Regions from separate parts of the Larimichthys crocea genome. Here region 2 is linked to region 1. A link is a contact called in public Hi-C data. All regions are on one chromosome and are shown on one strand. The core of a region is the stretch at or near the end of the contact, and the rest is flanking DNA. Distances in the headings are between cores, read along the strand shown.

What was found. Hi-C and Micro-C count contacts between places; a contact is called where the count stands out from the background.
Region 2: a contact with region 1 is called in a Hi-C map of muscle, with 5 times the contacts expected there. The contact joins the promoter of si:ch211-212o1.2 here to the promoter of znf423 in region 1. A contact is called at or near these places in 2 of 7 Hi-C or Micro-C datasets (both in muscle).

Annotation. Positions count from the first base shown.
Region 1 is chrXXI:8,994,959-9,000,298 of L_crocea_2.0, reverse strand. It overlaps znf423 (zinc finger protein 423), which reads right to left and starts at 3,109. Exons shown (of 22, transcript XM_027272576.1): 1 at 1,723-3,109. The coding sequence starts at 1,762.
Region 2 is chrXXI:9,134,583-9,139,922 of L_crocea_2.0, reverse strand. si:ch211-212o1.2 (transmembrane protein 189) reads right to left here and starts at 2,380. Exons shown (of 6, transcript XM_027272532.1): 1 at 1,807-2,380. The coding sequence starts at 1,966. It overlaps znf423 (zinc finger protein 423), which reads right to left. Exons shown (of 22, transcript XM_027272576.1): 22 at 5,156-5,340.

The DNA.
Region 1 (5,340 bases), core at 1,860-4,359:
CCCGACTAAAGCTAAGCTCTGGTTATCCAGGCTGCTGAGACCAAGCTGCCTCAGTGACACACACACACACACACACGGCATGCATGCAAACACAAACACAAGAATGTAGATCTTGCAGGCATAAGCACAAACACACACACACACACACACACACACATATTGACAGAGCAGCAGTGGACAGACTCACCGGTCCACAGCAGCTGATCTGTTCACTGACAAACTGCACATCAACAAGAATACAGCAGGAGGCAACGACAACAACAAGCACATCGCACACATACTGATCAAGAGGAAGTCGACGAGATGTTCATACAACACCGCTCCGGACAATAACTTGATTTGAAGCCGGGAAATTCTGTTTTAGTCCAGAAATGTGGCGTCATGTGTGCAACGTAAACGTATTCACAGTCGTGTTTTCGTGGCTGCTTTATTGCCACTCCTTTAAAACATCTAAGAGTGACGAGAAAGATCAGAAACGTAGGCGGTAACCGGCCAATTTTAACCCAAGACCACGAATAATACATCCAAGTCCTTCCTCCAAACACAACATTTAAAAATAAGTAAGGAGACGCACACCTGAAGCAGCTCTTTGGATTTCTAAAGTATAGCAGAATTTATTATTTTCACGTCTTTTATTAAAGACATAAAGATGATTCCTGAAGAGGCTGTACCGCATCCCTCACACTCACATCCTCACACTCAAACTTGTCACTTTCTCTTCCCGAAGCACAAACACACGCTTCCCCACTACTACCTTCGCGTGTGGCCTCTCCTCTACTATTGACAAAACCAATCCCAGCACCCCGACCTCAGACGAAACTGAGGCTTAACTTCAGAAAACCTGCAGGAGAGTTCTCAGATCCTCCGATGCTGATCAAAACACCCAGCTTGATCCGCTGTCACAGATCAGCTTGTTCTCCCCCCACGGACACTCACAGAAAAGGGAAAGCCTATATGGTGGAGGAGGAAATGGGGGAGGGAGTGAGGGAGGGTGGCAACCACATGGTCAGCCCCGTCCCGTTGCCCATCTGGGTCCCATAAAGGAAACATGGAGGCCAAGGCCACCACATGCCCTCATGCATGATGCCCACTCACCCATGCACTGCAATGAATACTAGTTTATGGTAATGAGAGAAGCTGAGGCTTCCTTTAGTTCAAAAATAATAATAATAAGTTTGGACTACTTTACTTTAATTTGGAAAATTTAAAAGAGTTCACATGTGCACAAACCTCGCGAGGGAAGCAGAAATAAAACAAACACAGGAATATTCTAAAAAATCTTAAATGAAGCAACCTCCCTTTAAAAAAAAAAAGGTGTGGACAATTACAACAAATCTGGACTTTAAATTATTATTTTGGAGTCATTGTGAGTCATGTTTGAGGGAGGGGAGGGTGGGGGTCAGATTTTAGCAGTGCAGCATCACAACAGCATGGGAATAATCCAGATTACATGTGTGCAAGTGAATTTACAACAAAAAGAAAAAAAACAGTAAATCATCCTGTGACTGTGACAGTGTGGCAGCTGCAGCTTCTTTTTTGATTTCATCACTTTTCTCTCCTTGCAAACAATCAGGGTGAAAGTGGAGGCAGCACACTAATTGTTAAAAGGTAAGAGACGGTGATTCAGAGTGGCTGCAAGCCTTCAGGGGCACATTCAATTCAATTAGCCGACAGGCAACAAGACTTTTTTTTTTTATGAGCTTCAAAATAAACATTTCTTACCTTTAACGGAGCGAGGTTTGGCCTGTTTCCGTCTGGACATCTCTGCTGCCGAGCTGCTTTTATTTTTATTTTTATTGTTATTATTATTTCTAGTTTTATTCTCTAATTATTTTCTGTTCCGTTCCGTGTTTTCAGCTAACCATGCAGGCGGACACAGTCGGGTTATCTCTCCTTCTTCTTCCTCCACCAGCAGCTCCACCGCTTCTCTGCTGCTGCTGCTTCGCCTGTTGCAATGCGGCAGCTTCAGCCTCCGAGCCCGGCGACAGCAAACCCCGCAGAAACGCACCTCTGGAGCCGGTGGAGTGACCGCGCGGCTCCGGTTGAAGGAGGTGGAGGTGGCGGCGCGCGGCTCCTCTGGTGCGTTTTTTTTTTTTTTTTTTTTGTTGCGGTGGCTGGAGCTCACGCAACCTGTAGAATAAACGAGGGGACAACTTCCCGTCCGCTCTGCCCTCCTTCCTCTCCGTTAACAGCGTCACTCTTTCTTTCTTTTTTTATTTTATTGTCTGTTTTGTTTCTTTCTTCTTTTTTTATCCAGCACGGGGGGGCGCGAGCTGCCCAAAGCCAAAAAGAAGCCACGCGCGCGCGAGCGAGCGAGCGAACACCTGAGCAAAAAAAAAAAAAGCTCCGCGCGGTGATCTGGAAAAGTGACAGTCCGAGCGCGAGGCGAGGTTGGAGGTGTCACGAGCGGTTAACGTGACCCGTCCAGGTGAGGAGCAGCACGGACCGAACCGAAACGTGGCTTCTCCTCCTTCTTCTTCTCCTTCTTCTCCTCTTTCCTCTCCCTCCCCTTCCTCCGCTCTCCTCCGCGTCTTCGTCTTTTATTTAGTTTATCGAAACTATTTTTTCTGTCCCCTTCCAGGTGAGCGGCACCGACCCGAACCGACCAGCCTTCCCGTGTTCCGTCCCGCTTATTCTACACTAGGCATTGGTGTTGGTGGAGGTGGTGGTGGTGGTAGTGGTGGTGGTCTGGTGGCATGGACATTGCGCTCTTCCCCTGCATCTCCACCCCCGAGGGGAACACCGCTTATTCTACCCACTTTTCCCCTTTTTGTTAATATTTCTCAAAGCCCCGGTTCGCAGCCTGGTGTTTCTCGCAGTCTAACCCTTCGCTAGCCTCTGTCTCCCTGCTTTTTCTTTGTCCTGACTCTGGCTACCAGTCTCCCTCCTCCTCCTCTGCCTGCCTCTGCTGGCGGGGCTGCGGCGCAGACACACATAATAAAGCCAAGGCAGGCAGTGCTTGGCTGGAAATGTAGCCGCGTCCCAGCAGGGGGATGTGAGAGAAGGGTCCCGGCGGGGGAGCGCTCTGATCCCGCAGGGAGCAGCTCGGCACAGCCCGGGTTGGCTGAGGCAGAGAGGCAGGAGAGAGAGGCAGGCTGGGCTGACGGGAGAGAGAGAGAGAGAGAGAGAGGGAGAGAGGGGAGGGAGGGAGAGAGAGAGAGAGAGAGAGGGGGGAGTGTTAGGCAACAGCGCCTGGCTGTGGATGATACGCACAACTACAACAGGGACTCTGAGAATACAGAGGAAGGAGGCAGAGGGAAAATGTGGACTTGGATTGAAGTGGGATGTGGAAGAGGTGCTGAACTTTAAAAAAGAAAAAGGTGCAAGTTTAAGAACCAAGACGGGGTTTGTGATCTGGAGTGATGGACAGTCCTGGTGTCACCTGGTGTTTGGGTGTGTAGGTCTAAATCGGGCGGCGTCACAACATGTCACTCTCCATCCTTGTGTACCTCTGCTCCTCAAAGCAAGCGCCGTCTCCTTATACTCGCTTTGTTTACATGTTACATAAGACGCATGACTCTGTTTTCATTCGTGTGTCGTCATGTTACCTCAGAATGAACCCCACACACGCTTTCCACCGTAAAACTCACAAACTTTCATGTTTTGTTTTTGGCGTGTTTAACATGATCCTCTACTTTCTCCTTCACACTAGATCAGTGGTTCTTAACCTTGTTGGAGGTACCGAACCCCACCAGTTTCATATGCTCATTCACCGAACCCTTCTTTAGTAAAAAATAAAATATGATTTTTTTTTTTTACTGGTGCACAAAATGAACCGTGCATTAACATCACCTTGTTCAAATAACAAAACCAACACAGTGCATGAACTCACAACAACTTACCTCAGTGTGACTTCTGCTGTTGCCTTTGAGAGACCAGTTCAGATATGCGTGGCTTCACCTTGGCAAGTGCCAGCCTCATGTCATTTTCACAGCAAAGTCTGTTCCTTTTCTTAGTTTTTATGTCCAGCATCCTCGAAAACGATTGCTCACAAAGATATGTTGTAACAAATGGTATAAAAAATTCCAGGGCGGAGGCTCCACCGAACCCCTGAGACCGACTCACCGAACCCCTAGGGTTCGATCGAACCCAGGTTAAGAACCACTGCACTAGGACAAGGAGAGGATGAGGCGAGGGGGTTGCAATCAGCAACTACAACGCCTACCTACTGTAGTTAAAGGCGCTCTTCTCACTATTTGTATAAAAAAACACATTTCCTGGGATTTTGTTTCTTCGTTTTGTCAGCTGCTTCATAGAAATTCACCTCAGATTGTTGCAGCTGTTGGAGGGAAACATATCCATCCCCCTTTAATGTTTTTCTGGGGGGGAGTTAAGAAAGTTATAACTTGAGTCTTCACCTTCAGCTTGAATCACCGAAGATAATGAACTAATAAGTCATTTATTTATCATTAAAGTAATGTCTCGTTGAGATGTAAACATCCAAAAACTGCAAAGTTCCTCTGCAGTCCCAACGTACACTTATCTTTATCTTATATTCATTTCACTCTGTTGGTATCTTAACACACTCACATATAAATACTTCCTCTTTTATTTACATACCCCGATACAAACGTACACTACTCTGCACTTTAAGGCTTTAAAGCTGAACTGCATTTGGTTGACTCAGTGCTTCGTACAGACGTGGATTGACTCTGTAATGTTTCATCTCGTCACAGGATTTGTCAGACGTGTTCTCATCTCCCCGTTTCTTGGGGCGTTTTTCACTTCATTTGTGGTGGCTTAATTTCTCTCGGACAGTGTTTCACAGGATTAGTTTAAGCCTATTCATTTAAGGCTGAGCAGAACCTATCCGTGCGAAATGAACATTTTCCACTACTTTTTTTTTCTTTTTTTTTTGATGGAGACCACATGAAACGTCTGTTTCGGCCCTCCGTGTTGTACGGTGATGTTTTAAAAATCTGCTGAGGGCATTTCCTTTAAAAGAAAACACCTCCGTGTCCTCCGTTGCCCCTTTTTTTTTTTTTTGCTTTGCAGCTTCGTCTAAGAAGAAACCAATTTTCTTTTCTTTCTTTTTTCCACATAGGAGGGCAGAGTGAAAATAAACCGTTTGACTTACTGTATAAACATAATTCAATTAGCCACACCAGTGTGTGCATGCATGTGTGTGTGTGTCCATGCATGCATGTGTGTGTGTGTTTGTGCCTCTTCTTCAAAGCTCCTTTATTTCCAGTAAAGAAAAGAAGGGACACGTCTGTGGACAATATAAAGCAGACAAAGAGGGGAAAAAATGAAAATCACTGGGTGCTTTGTTCTTCACACTCTGCTCCAACTGAGCGCTCTCTGACCGCAGCTGAGCTTTTCCATGTTCTCTCTCTCTCC
Region 2 (5,340 bases), core at 1,131-3,630, 140 kb before region 1:
CTATGGAGCAGGTGAAGGAGTCAGATTCCGATATGATTGGAACAAAAAGATAACAAACACAAAGGAGAGCAGGGCGTGGCTGACGTTAAACAAATGTAGCTTCCAGAGAATATTTTCCCAAGACCACAATGTACACGATTACCCGAGGCCTCGGGGTCACGACGCAAAGGCAACACTTTGTGGTGACGGAGGCAGGCACTTCTGCCAACGACAACAACAACTGCTGTCATTTCATTAAAGTATTTGTAGCCTGTGCACCAGTGGTCCTGAAATTCAGCCTCCGGGGTCCAGACTGCTGCTTAGCTGTATTCTACCAGCCAGTTTTCATTCTCGACGCCTAATCAGAGACTTATTTGGACTGGGACGCCAGGTGAATTTTAAACTATGAGGGGGGAAAAAGGAAAGCAGCAACACTTTGGACCCCGAGGACCGGATTTGAGCATTACCGCTGTAGAGTGTGTCACAGACATTGATTTTATTCTGGGACTAAACGCCGCTCCTAAAGGCAACAACTTCACTGGCGTTTAAATCTACCCATTAATACTGCGGGACTGAAGGCGTTTACCTGACTGCAGATATAAAACATGTGGAGAGATATCCTGAAACCTTATAGCCTACATTTCCCATGATGCAACTCCATAGCAACTTATGTTAAAATGTTCATCCCTAGAAAATGTCCATGTCTTCAAACTCCACAGCCCCGATTTGAAGACAAGCTTCCAATTAAAGCTTCAGAGAGCTCCCTGCAGAGCCATACAAGAGCTTTTACAGGCCGAGACGCACTCTGTGATGAATAAACTGATCCTGATGTGTTAGAATCTGTTGAATGCCCCTTTAACAAAAAGGATCACCCTGGCACAGCAACATTACAAACTGATTTTACATCAACAAAATGTTTAACAGGCCAACAGAGCAAAGCTGATTGAAGAAATCTCTATAAAACCAAAAACGTGGTTGATGGACAGACTTGTACCAGGTTCAGTGAACGTGTTCAAGATGTTTTGGGTATATTACGCCTTTAATAGCCAACAGTACCGTGATGATGACAGGAAATAAAGTGCGAGACCGTGAATGTATCATAAGAACTGGAACCGACTCTCGGCTTTGCTTCCAGATTTGCCGAGTACAGGACACCTCGATTACAATGTTTAATCCAGGAAAGTTTCACATTTGGAAAACTTCCCTTAAACTGAGAACATTTATTTAGTGGGCCACAACCATCATCCATCCATCCATCCATCCATCCAGTTCTATATTCCATCCATGTGAATGACACACAACAGCCAGCGAGTGCCCTAACCTCTATAGTTCATGAGGGGGTCAGTAAATCCATCAATCGGTCCATATTCCAGAACCGCTTTCCCCTATCAGGCGGGTACGCCCTGGACGAGTCACCAGCAGTTGGTGACAGAGGGTCAGTAGATACAGATTTTCAGATCCTGATCATTGAGTTACATGAATGCACTGCACAGTGGAGTTTCCAGGCAGGATGAAGTCAAACTTTCCAGGAGCCTTGAGTACAAGTTAAATAAGTAGTGATGCTGCTGGATGATGGTGCAGGCCTTCACACTGTGTCCTGCTGCATGCACAATAAGAACCACACATGCATCTCAGTGATCATTCAGAAATCACATGTGAGTGTGGAGCCAGCAGCTTCATCATCATCATCATCATCATCATCACCATCACCCTAATGTCGCACTGTGCAGTTCCAGGCCTCTTCCTGTCACCACGTCTCATTCCTAACCCCGTTACCGACAAACACACCGACAGCAACACACACAGCCACAATAACCGGGTCCTCACCGGGAGAGTACAGCCTCGCCAGCTGCCGGGCCCCGGCGTGCTGCGGACCCCAGCGAGGCGCAGCGCTGCGTGCAGCCGACCCGTGCTCGTTCCCGTTCGGATCCTCCTCCGCCATGGACCGGTGCCTGATGTCGGTCTCGGAGAGAAGCGACGCCGCCATGACTCCGCTGCTCGCTGCCTCTCCGCGCTTTGACTCTCAGCGATAAGACATCAATTATAGATCAGACTGGTTGTTGGGTTGTTTGTGGATGGATGGACGGACGCACGGATGGATGCAGGAGGGAGGCTGGACCAGGTGATGTTGGACCGGAGCAGCCGCGCACCACCCGGAAACACACGGAGCTGCGCTGACACGCATCCCGGCTTTGACGCGCTCTGATCGGCTGCAGCTTCTCTCACGAGCCGCTGTTTGTTTGACACGGAGAGAGACCGCGTGCATCATATTTCACACAGTTTAATAACACAGCTGCACGAGCCTTTATTACAATAAACTTTATTAATGCATCCAGCTCAACTGTCATGTCGGCTGCAGGGACCGTCTGCATTTTGCAGTTCTGATAAAAAGTGGAAAGGATGTGTGTGTGTGGGGAATCAAATCATATATTAGTCAAACATTTATTAATAAAAAGACAAAATGATTTCATCCCTGGACACGTGAGCTTTAAGTGCCTGATGATGATGCACGTGCAGAAAAATGGATCCACATGAAAGAGGACCCGCTCCTACCTGTGCAGCACGTGCGACAATGAATTATTATAATGTAATATTTGAATAATATTACCCGCCTTTGTTATGTCGTCTTGAGAAAGTTGGCAACACTGTAAACGACAGTCTGTGTCAGACTGATCCAAATAAAATATGGAAACATGATGAATATGAAACATGAAATCTGACGTGTGTCATTTATTAATCAGCATCCAGTGCAGTGTTCATTTCAGAGTTCAGTCATTTCTTACCCATGTCCAGGAATGATGTTGACTGCAGGTCACTTAGCGCCCAAACGTGTCATTATTATTATTATTAACAAAGGTTTTCTGAATGTTACACAGATAATAATTATAACAATATTTAAGGAATGTACTGTAGAAAGACTCAACTTTTAGCCGTGCAGATGACAACATACCCAGCTGCTCGAACCCTTTTCACATGTCCAGTGAAACATCTTTTAGATGTTAGAACATTTTGAACAGCACGAGCCAGGCTTTGATTCATGCTGAACAAAAGTTCATGGTCCCCAGAAGATGCCTCTGCTGACTTTAATGATGCTCTGACGTCTCCTCCACTGTCACCGTGAGAATGACATTTGTGGTTTTGTGGGAAATGTCTCAAGGACTACTGGATGGATTGAACTGATTTTGGTTCACACATTCATGACCCCATCAGGATGAATTCTGTGGTTTCCCTAACATCTTATTTACCACCACATCACTTCCTGTCTGTCTGACAGGAGGCAGCATGTGAAGCTCTCTGACTCACGGACCATCAGCACCGGTTCTTCCCCTCAAGGCTGAGTTCTTCTCTCTGTACAACAGCTGCACCTCCGGTCATTAATCTGTCAAACTCCTGTAGTTTGGGAACCACACCACTCTCATTTGGGGGGGTGGGAGATTGACCATCTGGTGACCTTGTGAAGGAAGAACAACTTAGAGCTCAAGACTCTGAAGACAGCGGAGTGTCACCTGCCTCCATCAGCCTGTAGGACTCTCAGCGGACACAGAACATCAGCTCCCTCGTCAGGAAAGCTCAGCAGAGGATGTACTCCCTGTATCAGCTGAGTCCATCCTCTCCTCTGCCATCACCATCAAATGTGCAGCTGCTACCGCCAAGGACAAGAGCAGTGTATCATTTGATCTGCTGAGATGGTGACAACTCCAGGACCTGCACACCTCCAAGACCCTGAAGCATGTTCGCAAACTAGAGGCTACGATCCACCTGGACCTGGAAAATTCATGCCATAAGAAATGTTTCTTCCCAACTGGAGCTGCCCACGGCTGTACATCACTTTTATTTCATCATTAAAAACAGCTACAGTTTATATTCAAGCACCAATACACCAAGAAAAATCCATGATTCCAGATTCTGATCCTGAGAGGTAACCATGTCTGTGCAGCGTTTGCTTTCAGTATCTCATTATTTGGATTTAAAGACCTGTAGCTGATCATTTTACTGTGTCTCATTGCTCATTCACACCAGGTCTAAGTATTTGTTTGATCCACTAAACCTTATTTCATCAAATCATCAAATTGCCTGAAGATAAATCTTGATGCTCTGTGTCTGCTGGATATGGAAGTAGGCAGTTGTCCAATGACATGTAACAATTTGCTAAACCTATTACACTCATTAAACTCATATTTTGCAGTGTGTTCCACACCAAACTAAGATATAATAATTTGCTAATGCTCAATAACTGCTGTTACTGGTCAATTTGAACTCCACCTATACTCTTGATCCTTGATTCATTCATATTTCAAGTCTGATACGTTCTGTAACTTCTAATATCCGTGTGCTCCTGCTATCTAAGCCAGAACAGGCGAAGCACTCGGTTCAACCTGACTCTACTAAGATTATTTGCAGCACTGGTTGACAGCTGTTCACCGACATACACACACAATGAACTAAAACCAGGCAGCATGTGTCTTTTTCCATCAGTGGATACAGCAAAGTGTGATGGATCTCTGGGTAAAATGACAGCCTGCGTCCTGGAGGAATGTTGAATTGTTCCACTCTGTGTAACATTATCAGTATTCTCCATGCATCGGTGTGTGAATTGGTCAACATTAACTTTGTCCCCGTTGCTAAATCCCTCGGTTTTTTAAAACCGCGGGTGATGTTTCTACGGTAATTGCGTCTCAAAGATTACAGTCGCACGGTGTTACCTCAAAGGAAATCTGAAACCGACTCGTTAATGTCGGTGCAGTCTGAGGTGAGTTACCTCATGTTACACGATGGAGCTGCGGGTGTAGCGTTGCTTGTAGCTATTTAATACTGTAGATGTACAGAAGGCTTTACACAGCGGCGACACCAACACCGAGCAGAGTGAATACGGGGACTTTCACTGTGCTGGAACGTGCAGCGTGACTCGGATTCAGACCCGAGGACGAACAGAACAGTCTTAACACCTGTGTTGGGAACCACACATATAGAATATCTTTTAATGTTTTATGGCATTACGTTAAATACTCTGAAATATGCTGCTGAACTGAACTGTTGAACCTTCACGTGTAGCTCCGAACCATCCTCGTGAGAATTCCCACGCATCCCTGCAGCTGAATATTGCAAATATTAGTGATTGATGACACGCTCACAGATTCACTTTTCCTTTGAACAAACGCACGTCACACAGAAGTTCTTTATTTGTCATTTATTTATTTGTTTTATCTTTTTTTGTCTGTACTAGATTATTGCAATCTGGTTAATTCACATTTAAAAAGCAGTCATTGACCAGACGCACTGAAATCGATGATATTCATTTTTACAATAACCATTATAGGCCCCATAGAGACTGGAAAACTCAATCCAAAAAAAGAAACGGTT